Linked DNA regions of Sus scrofa: region 1 is linked to region 2. A link is a contact called in public HiChIP or PLAC-seq data. All regions are on one chromosome and are shown on one strand. The core of a region is the stretch at or near the end of the contact, and the rest is flanking DNA. Distances in the headings are between cores, read along the strand shown. Region 1 holds the start of FAM184B (protein FAM184B). Region 2 holds the start of MED28 (mediator complex subunit 28).

Region 1 (4,953 bases), core at 662-3,161, 120 kb after region 2:
ACTGATTATACAGTAGTGTCTTTTAGTTTTTTTTCTAACCTTGTTTCTCCCAAAATATTTTAGATTATTTGAAGACAGAGAAGATGCCTTGTACTGTGCCCAGTGCCTCAAATCAATGCTTTTTTCCAGTCAATGTCACTACTTAGAACTAGTGCAATTTGGAACTAGTGCCATTTAGAACTGGTGCTATTCAGAACTATTTAGATCAGTGGTGCCAGCAGCACATGCCAAGGCCTCCAAGGAGTTATTTCCATTTTCCCCTCTTCATCCTTGTCTAAGGAGATCGCTGGATATGCAAAGGCTCACATGCAAAAGATGTGGAGACGTTAATGGGGGGGGGGCGCTGTCAGGAAAAAGCAGCTAGTATCCAATTCCAGGTCTCTGCTCACTTCCTTCTGGCAAATTAGGGGGAAAAAGCCTGTGAGCCCACAAAGAGTGGGCGTAGGAAGTGGGAGGAAGATAGTCGGGGAAGACAGCATGTCCCATCCACAGAACTCGGAGCTCACATTCCCCGGGTAGGCATGTTATCAGGCGTTTATTGTAAGATCAAAAGGAAACCCCAAGGCAAACAGCTAAATTCAGACACTGGAGACCTTGTATAAAAAAAGACAGAGAGGGATGTTGTTTTCCAGCTACACTCAAGACACAAGGGAACCTGCCCCAAGGAAGTCCTAACTGGGAAGCTGCAGGGGACTAACAAAGGACAGGGTGGCATCTTCTTGCTGGTCTTCATAAGGAAGAGACCACGGTCTCTGGAGGTTCAGTCAGGGCCCTGGGATGAGGTAGGGAGATGGGCTGGCTGACCTCCCAAGGTCCTTTGTAATCCTGTAATTAAACGGTGAATCGTTCACTTCCCCATTTATACTCCAGAAGCCGTCCGTGCAGTTTGATAGTAAGTCCCCTGGGCTACCTTCCAGGTTTAGTACGGTGCCACGCAAGCTGCTGGCACTCAGCAAAGGACTCAAATATTTGCTGAATGAAGGAATAAAAAGAATCAAGCGTTTAAATAGCCCACATGACCTCCTCCCCACCTGTAAAGTACGGCGATGAATGAAATCACAACATTCCAGGCAGGATCACTTGAGCAGAGCCGGTAAAGGAACACACACACAAACACACAGAGCACTGATTCCACTCGATTCACAGTCCCACCTTGGGAACACAGACCACCTGCTCCACACGCAAGCTTGGCGAGGATCCTCTCTCTCAGCTGCTTTAGGACTGTGCCTTCAGAAGGTCACCAAGATTTAAGACCGCTTCTCTTCCAGGTCTCCAAGACAAAGTTTCAGCTCAGACTGGGCCTGGGCCTCCCTCCCGCGCGTCCGCACTCCCTTCCCAGCCCGGGCGCCCCGGGCACGCAACTAGCCTGCCCGCGGCGCCTCAGCTTACCTTGGTGAGCTGGGCAATCTTCTTGCACATTTTCACGTGCATCTCGGGATCACAATCCATTCTCCAGCCTGCGCCACTGCAGGCATCGGCTTTGGAGCCCGGGCAAGTCCCGGGCGCGTGAATTTTGCTGTTGAGGGCAGAAGCCATCGCTGAAACGCGTCCCGCACTCAAGGGCTCTGGCGCGCTTGTGTTCTCGCTGCCCACGGTGTGCACGTGCTTGCGCGCGCGGGCGTGTGAGCGTGTGGGCTTTCTTGGGAGAGATGCACTGCAGTCCCGCCGCCTGCACCGCAGCGTGGCCCTTGCTGCCCCCGGGATCCGCCTCCCCGCCGCCCGAGCGCCCACCCTTCCTCCTCCAGCGCTCGCTTGCTGGGTCGGCGGGCACCCGCACCCTGCGGCTAGGAGCCGGGGACCCGCGCGTGCCGCTGGTGCTTCGCGCACAGCTCCCGGAGCCCGAGCGGGGCTTCGCCTGCAATAACCTTCCGCGACAAGGAGCCGCTGGCCTTGGAAAGGTTTGCGCTGGCCCGGCACTGCGCTCTGGGACACGTGGGTGGCGCCCAGCTCCGGATTCAACCGCTACCAACCCCGCCCTTGATGGGCATCCCGAGCCAAAGAGGAAGAAGAGCGGGCCTCAGCTTCGGGCGGCCGGGGAACCTGATACGCAGGGGGACCCTGGCGACGTGCTGCGGGAGAACTGGTGGAGAGGGGCCGGGCACCTTGACGGGAGCACACAGCCAGCGACTCCCGAGCTTCCGAGCTCCGCGCTGGGGGCGGACGTGGGGGGCGGGATGAGGGGCGGGGAGGTGAAAGGGAGTCGCTGGAACGCGTGGAGGAGCGGAGACCCTGGCGTATGTTTTGGGCCCCGGCCTGGGTTGAGGGTAGGAGCCCCTTTTCTCCCAAATTAAGGAGGCACCCGGACGTTGCAGGAGATTTGCTGGAGATTACCAAAAGGCAGCCGGGGAGCTGGTGACCGAAATTTGGGATAAGAAAGTGCAGAACGTATAGTGAGGGAATGTAAAGTGTAGGCGCACAGGGGAAAAAAAAAATCAAAGACGGGGTAGAAAGGATGGTGGCAGGTGTGGGAAAAGAGGAAGCAACAGAGAAATGGAGGAGTAGTTGAGTGACAGATGGAGCTGAATGTCTAAGTAAACCGATCCCAGTGAAAGTGAAGTGAGTCACCCACACACCTGGCTACCGGCCGACTGGAGCCAGAATCCTGTCAAGTCTTTGGATTATGAGCTTGTGTGTTTCTATGCGGCGAGTCGAGGGGTTCGTGGATCAAATTTCTTTATGGCTTGCTTTCTCTGGCTTCAAACAGTGGGCTTTGGGGAAAGTGAAGACACCCTGATCAGAATTCCTAAAGTGTGAATGATAGTACCAAAATAATAAGCAACTGCTTATATTTCCTTTTATAAAGTGCTTTATATCAAGAGTTTTAATAATCTTGATGAATCAGGCAAATTTCAAAAGGCCTCAGAAACCACAGTCCCTTCCCTCCACACTGCAAGTAACAATACCCATTTTTATAGATGAGCAGATAGATACAGGTGTGTACCAATAAGGCAATTACAGGTAGCAGAGTTGTGTCTGAAACTGAGCTATCCCTATTCTAATTTCCTTACTCTAGCCCCAATACATTACACTACATAGGCATAGCCGACATGGGTCTTGGTTCCTAGTTTGTGGTCTTAAGCTCCCCTCTGCAAGACAACTACCCCTTTCCCCAATTTAGTGAAAACAAAAAGCCTGAATCAGAATCGCTCCCGATGTAAACTCTTGGTCTTATCCTAGATCACCTGAGTCACAATCTCTGGAGTTGAGGGTCCAGAATTCATATTTTAACTGAGCTTCCTGTATGGTAAATATTCCAAATTGCATATTCAGAGTATTTTCAACAGGGTCTTAATACATACTGCATTTCACAGGAATTCAAGCTCTCTGTAAAATTAGCCTTTTAGTTTAGTTTAAGTTTAGTTAAGAACTTTGTCAGAAGTTGTTCACCACTGTGGAAAATAGTATCAATGGCTGTGTGGCTCGTGGCACTCAGTTGCCAATACATACATTCACGGTGAGTCTGCCAATATGTCCAAGCATCTGAGCGCAGCATTGTCATGAGGTTAATCAAACTGGAGCATTTCTATTACTAAAATACATATGATTTAATATAATTATTTTTCTTTTATTTCTCCATTATATAACTCTCAAGGAATTAGGATTTTTTTTTGGTCTTTTTGTCTTTTCTGGGGCTGCACCTGCAGCATATGGAGGTTCCCAGGCCAGGGATCCAATTGGAGCTGTAGCCACCAGCCTACTCCAGAGCCACAGATCCAAGCTGAGTCTGCAACCTACACCACAGCTCACGGCAACGCCGGATCCTTCACCCACTGAGCAAGGCCAGGGATCGAACCCACAATCTCATGGTTCCTAGTCAGATTCTTTAACCACTGAGCCATGACGGGAACTCCGAGAAATTATGATTTTAAAATGCATTTTATTATTTTAAAGAGTATGTATGAGTTTTGAGATAGTAACATAACTGTTATAGGACAGGTGATATTGAGTGTACAGGACTGATAATCGCTGCTCTTGCTCTCACCCCAAGTTTTAGTTATTAAATTGTGATCTTATTAAGTCCAGGGACCAAAGCACTTCCCAATGGGATGTATTATACTCTTAACTTTATAATAGAAGACAGTGGGGAAAGCAGATTCCCTCATTGGGCTTTGTTGGACTTCGTGACTGTAATCAAGGTACCCCAAGCTGTCCTGTGTTGTCAAGAGTCCTCTGCGGTTGCTGGGGTTTTAGCACCGTGGTTGGTAGGTCTTTTCACACTATCAGGAACGAAATAGAGGGTGAAAGAAGAGTAAGTGCTTTATGTAATACAGGGGTAGATGAGCAGTTATTAGCCCACTGATGTGATCTTGGCATGGTGCTATGCCCTTTGCACATGTTCCTACCCCACTAAGGCACTTATCACATTCTACAGACTAGAAAGTTACAGGTAAGGGAAGCTAAGTACCCTTTCCTTTTTTTTTTTTTTAGCTAGTAAGTAGATCTGGGTCTATTTGACTTCGAAGACTGTTCTTCCCAGAGCACAGGGCTGACAATTTGAATTTTTTTTTTTTTTTTTGGTCTTTTTGCCTTTTCTAGGGCTGCTCCTGCAGCATATGGAGGTTCCCAGGCTAGAGGTCTAATCAGAGCTGTAGCCACCAGCCTGCACCAGAGCCAAAGCAACACGAGATCTGAGCCGCGTCTATGACCTACACCACAGCTCACGGCAACGCCGGATCCTTAACCCACTGAGCAAGGCCAGGGATCGAACCTGCAACCTCATGGTTCCTAGTCGGATTCGTCAACCACTGCGCCACAATAGGAACTCCAATCTGAAACTTTTTAAAACGACAATCAGTTTGGAGTTCCTGTTGTGGCGAATGCAAAAATCACCCCAAATCCTACACTCAAAGAAAATTTCTGTTAATATATTGGAGACGGTACTTTGAGATATCTCTCTGTCAACACCTAGAAAATGTTAGGTACATATATGTTATTTTTTAAATAAATGGGGTA
Region 2 (5,318 bases), core at 2,030-4,529:
CATAAACAAAGACATTTGGAGTCCTCAATAAATTTTTAAGAGTGTAAAGGGGTTCAAAAATGTTTAAGAAGTGCTAGAACAGACTAGTTCTTTCACAAGTCATTCTGTTTTGTTTTGTTTTTCCTATTAAATATTTTGTCTATTTTATGCCAGGCACAGTTCTGGGTATTGGGAATACAGGTGAACAAGACAGGCTCTGATCAGAGAGAGCTTGTTTTCCAGTTGGTGTGCTGTGTGTGTGTGTGTGTGTGCCTGTTTGCAAGACAACTTAGTGATAAGAAACGGACAAGATCATTTCAGGTAAGTGTTTAAGTGCTGTAAAGAAAATTAAACAGTGAAGTGGCTAGGGGTGTGGACCTAATTAGATTGATGCTGGGAAGATGACATTTTATCTGAGACCTAATCAACAGATGGAAGCCTCTGTAGGTTTTTCTCTACTTGTGCCCTTCATCACTCACTCTGGCCCTGCTGGCCTTTTCTGTAGCTCCTCGAGTTTACAAAACAGTTCCTTCTTCAAGGGCCCTCCTGTCTAGGAAACTTCTGTGCTTTTTTCCCCCAAATTTGTTATTTTATTTTTTTCTTTTTTGGCCGCCCTGTGGCATATGGTGTTTCTGAGCCAGGGATCAGATCTGAGCCACAGCTGCAACCAAGGCCACAGCTGTGGCAGCACCAGATCCTTAATCCACTGTGCCAGGCAGGGGATCAAATCTGCCTCCCAGTACTCCAGAGATGCTGCTGGTCCTGTTGCACTTCAGCAGGAATTCCTAGGAAACTTTCCTAATTAAATTTGCTCTAATCACTGCAGTTTAGATCTCAGAGAGGCTCTCTCCAACCACCCATCTCAAATCCATCACTGGCCACTACCATCCCTATTTTTCTTCTTAGCACTTATTGCTACATAATGATGTTGCTCTCTATATATGTTTATCCATCTTTCTCCCACAAAACAAGAGTAAACTCCCCAAGGGCAGTCTTGGGGTGTTTGCTACAATCCTTAGATCATTAGAGCCTGGGACATGGAAGGCTCAACAAATGTGCTGGATAATAACTGGAAAATTAAATACAGTGAAAACAATTTAGCTTCTGAAAAAATGAACAAGTGTTAAAAAATATCAGAATAGTAACTTTCTCTTTGATATAACCATAAATAACTGAAGTAAATAGTGCCCAGCACATACACAGGGACCCTCAACAATATTTACCATTCTGTTACCTGTCTCTCCCCAGAGAGAATTTAGGGGAAATTTTTCCTGTTCACTCCTGCTATATCCACAGTGACTGGATTAGTAATTGGTACATAGGAAGCTCTCAATAAACGCTGGTGGGATGAATGAGTATCTCCCTTTTACCAACAGGTAAACTGAGCCCAGAGAAAGGACCTGGGCCAAAGTCATTTCAAGAGTTAACGGCCCTATGGTCCTTTCTTCCCACCATCCACCCACCCCATGTCCTCTACTTTCCTTTTGTCTGTAGAAAACTTTAGCCAAAGAATAAGTTTAATCAAAGAACTAAGAAAATGCAGAAGCAAAGGAAAACAGTCCAACAAAGCCAAATAATCATTTAGTCATTAAGCAAAGTCAAGGACCTTTTTTCCTTCTCAAGGGCTATAAATAATATTCTGAGCCATATCCTGTGAGCTATCTTATACTGAAACCCCAGTCAGGTGGAAAAAATTAACTACATGATGACCAGACTGTGGCCATGACATAAGCTGCCACAACTGGAGAAGTGGCCTCAAGGAAAGAGTACTGAACCCAAGTTCACTCTGCTTGTCGTACGACAAGCCAATAAATTCGGAGATGAGTTGTTGGGGTAAGGAATAACGACTTTTATTGGAAAGCTAGCAGACCCAGAAGATGGCAAACTAGCGTCTCAAAAAACCATCTTGCCTCAGCCGACTTCAGACTCCTCTTATATAGAGAAAGGGGAGGGGGAGGAGCCAATGGTCATTCACTGTCTCTTGTTTGGAGGAAGGACCCATTGCAACGCCAAGCAGTGGCCCAGCAGGCCCACTAAATTTCTCCCACTAACCGTTCCTCGCTTACAGAAATGGGAACAAATTGACTATGGAACTGGAGATTAACCATACTTAAAATAAGAGAACGCTGGTCAGACCATCCCATGACCAATTTCAAGATCTGTCAGAGCTGATTCTACTGTTTCTGCATATAGCCCTGATAGGTACCTATAAAAGCTCTTGCCCATTGACTGTCAGCTGGGGTGAGGGGGCAGTGGGCCTTTGGACAGGAGTCTCTGCCCGCTCACCTAAGTTGCTGGAATCCAGAATACAGCAAACATTCCACCAAATTTACTTTTTTTTTCCCCACTATATAATGACTTTTATTTTTTCCTGTTGTAGCGGGTTTACAGTGTTGTCAATTTTCTACTGTATAGCATGGTGACCCAGTTATACATACATGTATACATTCTTTTTTTCTCATATTACCATGCTCCATCATAAGTGACCAGACATATAGTTCCCAGTGCTACACAGCAGGATCTCATTGCTAATCCATTCCAACTTTGCCTTTTTATTGGCTTTAGAGTGGCAAACAGCCTGACCCTACTTTCAGTAACTGTAAGTGTAAAATTAAATACGGTGAAAAAATTTTTGGCTTCTAAAGAGAGAAATAAGCAAGTGTTACAAAATTATCATACTTTCTCTTTGACATAACCACGAATATCTCAAGTGAACATGCCAGGCGTATGCATAGTAGGGACCCTCAACAAGCTTGGTCATTTTTTGCACAAGTCTCTCCCCAGAGAGAATTTAGGGGAAATTTTTTTCATGTTCATTCCCCCTATATCCACCATGACTGGATTAGTAGTTGGTAAATAGTAAGCTCCCAATAAATGTTTGTGTGGTGAATAAGCACCTTCCTTCTACCAACCGGTAAACTGAGCCCAGAGAAAGCGCTAGGTCCAAATCATTTCAAGGGTTAAGGGCAAAGGCAGGATGGTTAAACGAATATCATGAAGCCAGGCAGGGCTCGCTCAGCCTTAGTTATTGACTCTCCTCTTCATACAACCTTGTCAAAACCCTATCAAATCCTTCAATTCTCATGTTATAAAAAATAAAATAAAATAAAATAAAATAAAAAACCAGTAAAGTCAAGCGGCCTCCAGTGCGGGCAAAGAGGGAACGAAAGTACCAACCTACCGGTTTCCCTGGCGCCCGATAGACGCCAACATCCACTCAGCGTGATCACGTGTGACCAGGCGTGTCACGTGACCCACGGATCCAGCTCCCGCGCAGGTGCAGTGAGTCTCTCACCCGCCATCTTAGAAATGGCGGCTCCGCTGGGTGGAATGTTCACGGGGCAGCCTCCCGGACCCCCGCCGCCGCCACCGGGGCTCCTGGGCCAGGCTTCGCTTCTTCAGGCCACACCAGGGATTCCAAGAACTTCTAACAGCACCTTAGTGGACGAGTTGGAGTCATCTTTCGAGGTAAAATGAGCCGTGGGCGTCTGTGTTCCCAGCCTTTCTTTTCTGAAACGTGTGCAGGTTATCTTTTTCAGCAATCCCTGCACCGGCTTACAAATGGGGCGGCAGGCTCAAAGAATCTAAACTGCTTGCTTTATTCTCCACGTTGAGTGATGGCCAGAATTTTCTGGTCGACTGGCGGAGATGAGTAAATTTGTCCTTTCTAGAGGCACGAGGACTTGAAGTTTGCCCGCCACCCCCACCGTGGGACCCTTCTAGGTTCCCAGTCGGTTGTTCTGCTCCTCAAGGTTGTTGCCTCAATTCAAGGTTGGTTCTATCCTTGAGTATCCTTTCCTGCGTCCCTGCGTGTTTGCTACGGGCTGATTCTCCACCGAGGGGAGCATTGCACCACTCTGTCCTGTATTCTTTCCATTGGGCTCCACCCTTAAACGGTCCTAAAGTAGTGGAATTCTTGGGGCTGAGATGGGAAGTTGTTATTAAGGGCCGAGGGAAGAGGAGTTAAAGATGAAGCTTTGGGAGAGAGGCAGAGGGTGATCCAAACTCTCACTCCCATTCAAGCATTAATCCTGTAGCAGAGAAAATGGGGACTGGTAGGAGGCACAGGTGAGCTTAAGAAATAAGTGCTTAAAAATCAGGTGGCTTCCAGTGGTCTCTGAAGTGGAAGATGAACCATTAGGGTGTGGAAATGAAGTAACTTGTAATTGGAGTTAACTTTTCTACTTTTTGACTTTCACACATAATAGCATAGGTAGTAGGTAAATAGAGTTCATAAATGAGTGTGTTATTGGGGTTGCATGGGCAGAATGCCTTTTTTAATGGGGCGTACATTCAGAAGTTTGAGATAATTGATTTAAAGGACAGAGAAATCTTTTTTTTCTGGGAGGAGGATGAGATGCCTTTGAGGTGGTGCTAAGCTGTAAAGGAGAGGGACAGGAAAGCCTTAGAGCAGCATCTAGGCTTGAGATGAAGTGGCGGTTATGAGACTTGCTGAAAGACTGGCCCTGTAGAAAGAAGTCTTGGCCAGAGCCTACCATCAACACCCTAGTGCTTAAAACTCTTCAGTGGCTGCCATGACTGTTGGGTTAAGACCAAGATGGGGAGTTCTTTTGTGGTTCAGTGGGTTAAGAACCCCACACAGTGCCTGTGAGGGTGCTGGTTAGATTCCTTCCTTACCCAGCAGGGTGAGAATTGCGAGTTGCCTCGGCTTGTATTGTGGCTCCATGTGCCAAGGCTGAGGCATAGGTCTGCAGCTGTAGCTCCAGGTCTGATTTGACTCCTAGCCCAGGAACTTCCCTATGCTGCAGGTGTGGCTCTAAAAAGAAAGACCAAGAGGTATGGTAGCCTCCCTGGCTCTGCATGTTCAAATCACTGGTCCAGTCCCATCTCTTCTTACTCTGGCCACATGAGACTTCTTCCTGCATATATTCCTTTTTTTTTTTTGTCTTGTTAGGGCCACAGCTGCAGCATATGGAGGTTCCCAGGCTAGGGATCGAATCAGAGCTGTAGCTGCCAGCCTACCCCACAGCCATAGCAACTCGGGATCTGAGTCACGTCTACAACCTACAACTCAGCTCATGGTAACGCCGGATCCTTAACCCACTCAGGAATCAAACCTGAGCCCTCATGAATATTAGTTTTGTTACCACCAAGCCCCCACGGGAACTCCACATTTTCTTTTTATAGACCATCACACTTTCTTTTCCATACAACTGTTCAGCTGTCTTGTGTACTTTGTGTATTTCTGAATAAATATCTCAAAAACTGATTTTCACTTTTGTTGTATATGACAAGTTTTAAGTCGGGGTAATATAGTCAGATGGTGGATCATCCAAAATGCTGCCCCAAATGGTAACAATATAAATACATATATAGTG

Evidence for each region. HiChIP or PLAC-seq counts read pairs in DNA pulled down with a chosen protein or histone mark.
Region 1: an H3K27ac HiChIP or PLAC-seq map of skeletal muscle shows a contact between it and region 2. The contact joins the promoter of FAM184B here to the promoter of MED28 in region 2. A contact is called at or near these places in 6 of 47 Hi-C or Micro-C datasets (embryonic fibroblasts, fetal heart ventricle, fetal skeletal muscle and 2 more) and 1 of 2 datasets of contacts at active chromatin or transcription factors (skeletal muscle).

What each region holds. Positions count from the first base shown.
Region 1 is chr8:12,739,571-12,744,523 of Sscrofa11.1, forward strand. It overlaps FAM184B (protein FAM184B), which reads right to left and starts at 1,912. Exons shown (of 18, transcript XM_005674541.3): 1 at 1,390-1,912. The coding sequence starts at 1,536.
Region 2 is chr8:12,620,846-12,626,163 of Sscrofa11.1, forward strand. It overlaps MED28 (mediator complex subunit 28), which reads left to right and starts at 3,280. Exons shown (of 4, transcript NM_001243569.1): 1 at 3,280-3,447. The coding sequence starts at 3,289.